Regions from separate parts of the Sus scrofa genome. Here region 2 is linked to region 1. Evidence: chromatin contacts called from public HiChIP or PLAC-seq data. All regions are on one chromosome and are shown on one strand. The core of a region is the stretch at or near the end of the contact, and the rest is flanking DNA. Distances in the headings are between cores, read along the strand shown. Region 1 holds the start of LOC100626407 (cationic amino acid transporter 3). Region 2 holds the start of DPRX (divergent paired-related homeobox).

Region 1 (3,007 bases), core at 131-2,630:
CCTCCTTGTGGCTGAAGTTGGTACAGGGGCTTGCTGTAGGCTTCCTGATGGGAAGTACTGATGCCTGCCCACTGGTAGGTGGAGCTGATTCTAATCCCTCTGGTGGGTGGGGCTTAGTCTCTGGATGGGGCTAGAGGCAACTGTGTGCCTGAGGGGTCTTGAGGTGGCCTGTTTAGTGAGGGATGGGGCTGTGACCCCACCTGGATTGTTGTTTGCCCTGGGGCTTCTCAGCACTGATGGGTGGGGCCAGATTTTCCTAAAATGGCCACCTCCAGAGAAAGGCACTGCTGCTGAATATTCCGAGAGCTTTGCTTCCAATGCCTTCCTCACAACAAGCCACATTCACCCCTGTTTTCCCAGGATGTCCTCCAAGAACTGCAGTCAGCATTGACCCAGATGCCTATGGAGACCTTGCTCTGCCCTGGGACCCAGTGCACGTGAAAGTCTGTGTGTGCCTTTTAAGAATGGGGTCTCCATTTCCCCCAGTCCTGTGGTGCTCCTGTCACAAGCCCCACTGGCCTTCAATGCCAGATGCTCCAGGGCTCTTTCTCCCAGTGCCAGATCCCCACACGTGAGGGTTTGATGTGGGGCTCCGAACTCTCACTCCTGTAGGTGAGTCTCTGTGAACCAGTTAGTTTCCAGTCTGTGGAGCTTCCCACCTGGGAGGTATGGGGTTGTTTATATCATGTAATCACCTCTCCTACCTCTTTTTCTTCTGGAGTAGGATGTCTTTTTTAAGGTTTCCAGTCCATTTGGGTGGAGATTGGTCAGCCTTTAGGTGTGACTTTTGTTCTTTTTAGGAGAGAAGTTGAGCTCCAGTCCTTCTCTTCTGCCGTCTTAATCCTCTCTCAAGCAGCTCTAGTTTCTGAAGGGACAGAAAACATTTCTTTGCCTGGTCGAATAATTACATTTTCCTAACAGATTGACGAATGTCGTTTGGTATCTAGAGGAGGCCCATAAAAACTCTGTGGCTCAAAGACAGTCAGACACTTGGAGTTTATATGCTACCCAAGACCAAGGAGAAGGGGGTGGGGACCCAGGGTTTAAAGAGGAGGCAGACAGTGCCCAGGAGGAAGGGGGAGAGCAAAGGTTTGCCACTCCATGAAGTCAAAGTTTTTATAAATAGCTCTCTCCCTGGCATTGGCTCCAATTAGACTCCTGGCCTCAAACTTTGATATGCTGAAGGTGCCTAAAAGGCAAAAAGACACCAAAAACCAAACAAAAACTAAAAAACCTTGCCTTGAGGGGTAACCACAGAAGAATCACTGGCAGATTCTAAGACTACAGGTGATCTCGCTCTCCCAACCCCACCCCACCCCACCCCCGCCCCATCATGCCAGCAACCCAGGGTTAAGCTTGTCTTTTGTGCTCAGTAATTTCCTGCTTGCAACCCAGGGTTAAGCTTGTCTTTTGTGCTCAGTAATTTCCTGCTTTCGTTTTTGGAGATTTCCTTTTTTTCAGCGCCACACAGCTTAACCTCCGCCTCCCTGCGTGTTCCAGTGCTCCAGGCTCTGCTCCATGAATCCAGTAAGTCTTGGTATACCCTTCATCTGGCAGAGACTGGGCGCTGGGTTCAGCTACTCCTGGATATTTTTTTGTTGTTGTCGTTGTCTCTTTGGGGCCGCACCCGCGGCATAGGGAAGTTCCCAGGCTAGGGGTGGAATCTGAACTGCAACTACCGACCTCATGCCACAGCCATGGGGATGCTGGATCCTAAACCCACTGAGTGACACCAGGGATCAAGTTTGCCTCCTCATGGATACCAGTTGGGTGTATTGCTGCTGAGCCACAGCAGAACTCCTTGGCTACTCCTAAAGAGACCTCTGCCATTCCAGGGTGCAGCTGGGTCAGCCTGGCTCAGCCTGAGGGTGGAAAGACCCATTTTGCACACGAGAACGTAAGGGGCTGGCAGGTTAAGGGTTTGTGTGAGAAGAGGTGGGGGTGGGGAGATTACATCCATGTCCAGAGGCTCTAAGACTAGTGTTTAGGTTTGTGTTCTGACAACAGGAAAAATTGCCCTTATGTAATGTGTATGACCTGGGGACCACTGACTTCAGGCTCCTGTCTACTACCTGGCGCACTGTGTCTGCAGATATAAGGATGACATGAGGGACTTGGCAGCATCCTGGATTTGGTATCTGTGAAGGATGACTGTGTAGTGATTTATATTAAATCCCCTTGGTGTTTGTTACAGCCAGTAACTCTGTGAAGCTGTCTCTGCTGTTTATCATTGGCAGCAATTTTAAAATTGGTGATAAAATACACAACAAAATCCATTTAACTATTTTTAAAATTTTAAAGTTTTATGGATGTGTAGTTGATCTTTCTTTCTCTTTCTTTCTCTCTCATGCTCTCTTTCTCTTCCTTTCTCTCTTTTTTTCTTTTGCTTTTTAGGGCCACATGTGTGGCATATGGGAGTTCCCCTACTAGGGGTCAAATCAAAACTACAGCTGCCGGTCTACACCACAGCCACAGCAACGTAGGATCCAAGCTCACAGCAATGCTAGATCCCTAACCCACTGAGCGAGGCCGAGGCCAGGGATGGAGCCCACATCCTCATGGATGTTAGTCAGATTCGTTTCCCCTGCACCTCAACGGGAATCCCCGATGATGGCTGATTTTCAGTGTTTTGATCATTTCTGCTATATGGCAAAGGGGTTCAGGTAAAGACCATGGAATGCTTCATGACTTTGTGTGTCATCCTGTTGCAGGGGCCATGCTAATCTTCTTTGCAAGATTCCAGTTTTAGCAGAGGTGCTGGTGAGGCCGCCTCCCATGCTAAGCAGTTTTAAGTGTGCAGGTCACTAAGTTGACGTATGTTTACATATTTGCTGAGCAGCCAATCTCCAGACGCTTTTCATGCTGTAAACCTGAAACCGTGTCCCCATTGGACAAGGGCTTCTCATTGTCTCCTCACCCCAGCTCCGTTTGACTTTGTGTCTCTAAGGATCTAACTCCTTTGGGTACTTCATGGCGGTGGAAACACACAGTATTTGTCTTTTGGTGC
Region 2 (3,046 bases), core at 498-2,997, 39 kb after region 1:
CGTTAATCCCTGAGCTAAAGGGAACTCAGGGATTTTTTTTTTTTTTTAAGCTGAAAAAGAAAATCTTAGCAGATTAGGGAGTAAAGCATCTTGCCTTACTTTGTTAAAGTTACATCCCCCATCCCTCTGGGAAACACTCAATGGAAAAACATTATGTGCATGTCACTTGGAATCAGGAACATGGAAAGGATGTTTACAAGCATGGTGACAAATGTAATCTTGTTCTGCTCTAAGGGAAGGAAAAAATGTGTCAGATCATAAGGGAAAAAATAAAACTGATTGATTCTTTTTTTTTTTTTTTTTTTTTAATTTTACGGCATATGGAAATTCCCAAGACAGGGGTTGAATCTGAGCTGCAGCTGTGGCAACGCCAGTTCATTTAACCCACTGTGCTGGGCTGGGGATTGATCCCGCACCTCCCCAGCAGCTTGAGGCCCTGCAGTTGGGTTCTTAACCCACCCACAGTGGGAACTCCTAAAACTGATTCTGCGTGGATGGTAAGGTTATTTCCTCTACTAGCCATATTCAGCTAGAAATAAAATTGAAAAAAAAAAAAAAAAAAAAGAAGAGACATTTACCAAAGCAACCCAAACTCCAAGATAACTCTGCATTAAGTTCATTAGGAATATTAGACCTTGGGGACATAACGAGAAAGCCACAACTTAAAACTATTAGAGGACGTTTTTGGGAAATATCTTTATGACACCTGGGGGGCAGGATTTTGAAATTAAGATGTAGACTGAGCAAACCCTTAAATATGAATACATTTAACTACATTATAATTTCATTATTTAATATTATCAAAAGATTCTTTAAAGGAATAAAAAAAAAACCCTTAAATTCATTGAGTAATATTAAAAAAAAAAGTTAGAACTCAAAGCCTCTGCCCAAGAATTATCAAACCTTTATCGCCCCACCCATCTCACTGTAATGCCCCCGCCCCCACCTTGAGCAACCTGGCCCACTCCTTCCTGACCCCTGTTAGGAAAGCCATGTGGCCCTCTCCTCACTTCCCTCCTATAGGGGAGATACAGGCCCCGGAACAAACAGGAAGCTTATCTGAAGAACCCATTTTTCCCCAAGCAATCAGCAGGTCAGCAGACCTCTGACCTCTCCTCTCTTCCTGGGTTATAAAAACAGAGACAGGACATGGGGCCAGGGTCATCTCTCCCTGATTTATCAGAAAGTTGTCCCTTGTTGCACTAGCAGCAGCTTTTATCTCAATAAACTTTCTTTTGAAAAACAAACAAACCCTTAAAATGCATAGATTTTATTGTAAACAATGTAATCTGTAAAACAGAGACTTCTAATCATTACCACTTCAAAAGATCTTAATGGTTGAATCAGATAATGCCTGAAGTGGTTTAGCACAAGCCCTGAAATCAAGAAAAATATTCCATAAAATGATGAGCTTTCCAAATTTCCAGAAATCCCAACAGATTTCTTGGTTGAGCCTACATTCTATTACTTAATCATCCTAACAGGACCAGAGCCCCCACCCTCAAGAAGCAGAGGAATGATGACAATTAGCAAGGAGAAGATTTGGAATTCAAACCCAGACTTGGGGTTTCCTTTGATTGGGTTTGGCTTCAGATGACAGCTACTAAGCAGCATCTACAGCATCATTATCAGCTGCTCTCCACTTCTCACTCTTTTCCATCCATGCTCACTGCCCTGGCTTACCTTTTGAAAGGTTCCCTGGGTTTGACATCCTGTCACCTAGCTCTGCTTCCATGCTCTGGTCCAGTGACAGAACCGGCCAAGGTGGCCTAGAGACTTAAATACCTCTCTTGAAGCCACACCCTAGACCCACCCACTCCAGTCTTTCATCACCAGTCCACTAATCTGATCCTTGAGCCTTCTGGATCTTTTCCCATATCTGTCATTAACATGGTATTTATTGAGTATAGACTAGCTTTCCTTTTCAAGGTGGAATCCACAAACCAGCCTTATGGCATTACCTGGAAGCTTGTTAAAATGCAGCGCTTCCAGAGTTCCCATTGTGGCTCAGTAGTTGACGAATCCGACTGGCATCCATGAGGATGCAGTTTTGATCCCTGGCCTTGCTCAGTGGGTTGGGTGTCTGGCACTGCTGTGGCTGCAGTGTAGGCCGGGAGCTGCAGCTCCGATTTGACCCCTAGCCTCCATACGCTGCGGGTGTGGCCCTGAAAGGACAAAAGCCAAAAAAAAAAAAAAAGCAAAAAAAAAAAAAGCAGAACTTCTGCATACTGCTCAAAGAGTACACACTTTCAGCTTTAAGCTTAACAAGTTCTGTGGATGTTATGTACAGCCATGAAGATTGTAGCCAATGATTATAGCCAATGATACCAGGGCTGACAGTTAAGGCAGCCCTGGTGATCCAGTACCCAATATGGCTTAATCTCTTTGCCCTGACTTTCACCATTGTGGCTCAGGAACATGCCTGGCACTGTGCAAGATTTGACTACTTGTTGAATGGGAGGAACAGAAGGACCTAAACTCTATCTATCTGTCTGTCTGTCTATCTACCTATCTATCATTTGTCTAATTATCTTTTATCTATCTACCTACCTATTTTCTATCTATCTATCTATCATCTATTTTTATGGCTTCACCCTTGGCATATGGAAGTTCCTGGGCCAGGGATTGAATCCAAGACAAAGCTGCAACTTGGGAGTTCCTGTCGTGGCTCAGTGGTTAATGAATCTGACTAGGAACCATGAGGTTGCAGGCTTGCAATAAGCTTTGGTGGAGGTCGTAGACGTGGCTCAGATCCCGCGTTGCTCTGGCGTAGGCTAGCAGCTGTAGCTCCGATTTGACCCCTAGCCTGGGAACCTCCATATGCCATGGGTGCAGTCCTAGAAAATACAAAAATACAAAAAAAAAAAAAAAAAAAAAAAAAAAAAAGCTGCAACCTGTGACACACCTGTGCTGGGCTGAGGATCAAACCCACAACTCTGCAGCAACCTGAGCCACTGCAGTCGGATTCTTAACACATTGCACCACAGTGGGAACTTTAGGATCTAGACTTTTAAAATTAAATATCCCAGACATGCCTACCTAAGTC

The links. HiChIP or PLAC-seq counts read pairs in DNA pulled down with a chosen protein or histone mark.
Region 2: an H3K27ac HiChIP or PLAC-seq map of alveolar macrophages shows a contact between it and region 1. The contact joins the promoter of DPRX here to the promoter of LOC100626407 in region 1. A contact is called at or near these places in 2 of 47 Hi-C or Micro-C datasets (adipocytes and alveolar macrophages) and 2 of 2 datasets of contacts at active chromatin or transcription factors (alveolar macrophages and skeletal muscle).

What each region holds. Positions count from the first base shown.
Region 1 is chr6:56,527,489-56,530,495 of Sscrofa11.1, forward strand. It overlaps LOC100626407 (cationic amino acid transporter 3), which reads left to right and starts at 1,381. Exons shown (of 13, transcript XM_013998732.2): 1 at 1,381-1,527. The coding sequence starts at 1,519. It also overlaps a transcript of LOC100626318 not described here.
Region 2 is chr6:56,566,610-56,569,655 of Sscrofa11.1, forward strand. DPRX (divergent paired-related homeobox) reads right to left here and starts at 1,748. Exons shown (of 3, transcript XM_013998736.2): 1 at 1,684-1,748. The coding sequence starts at 1,735.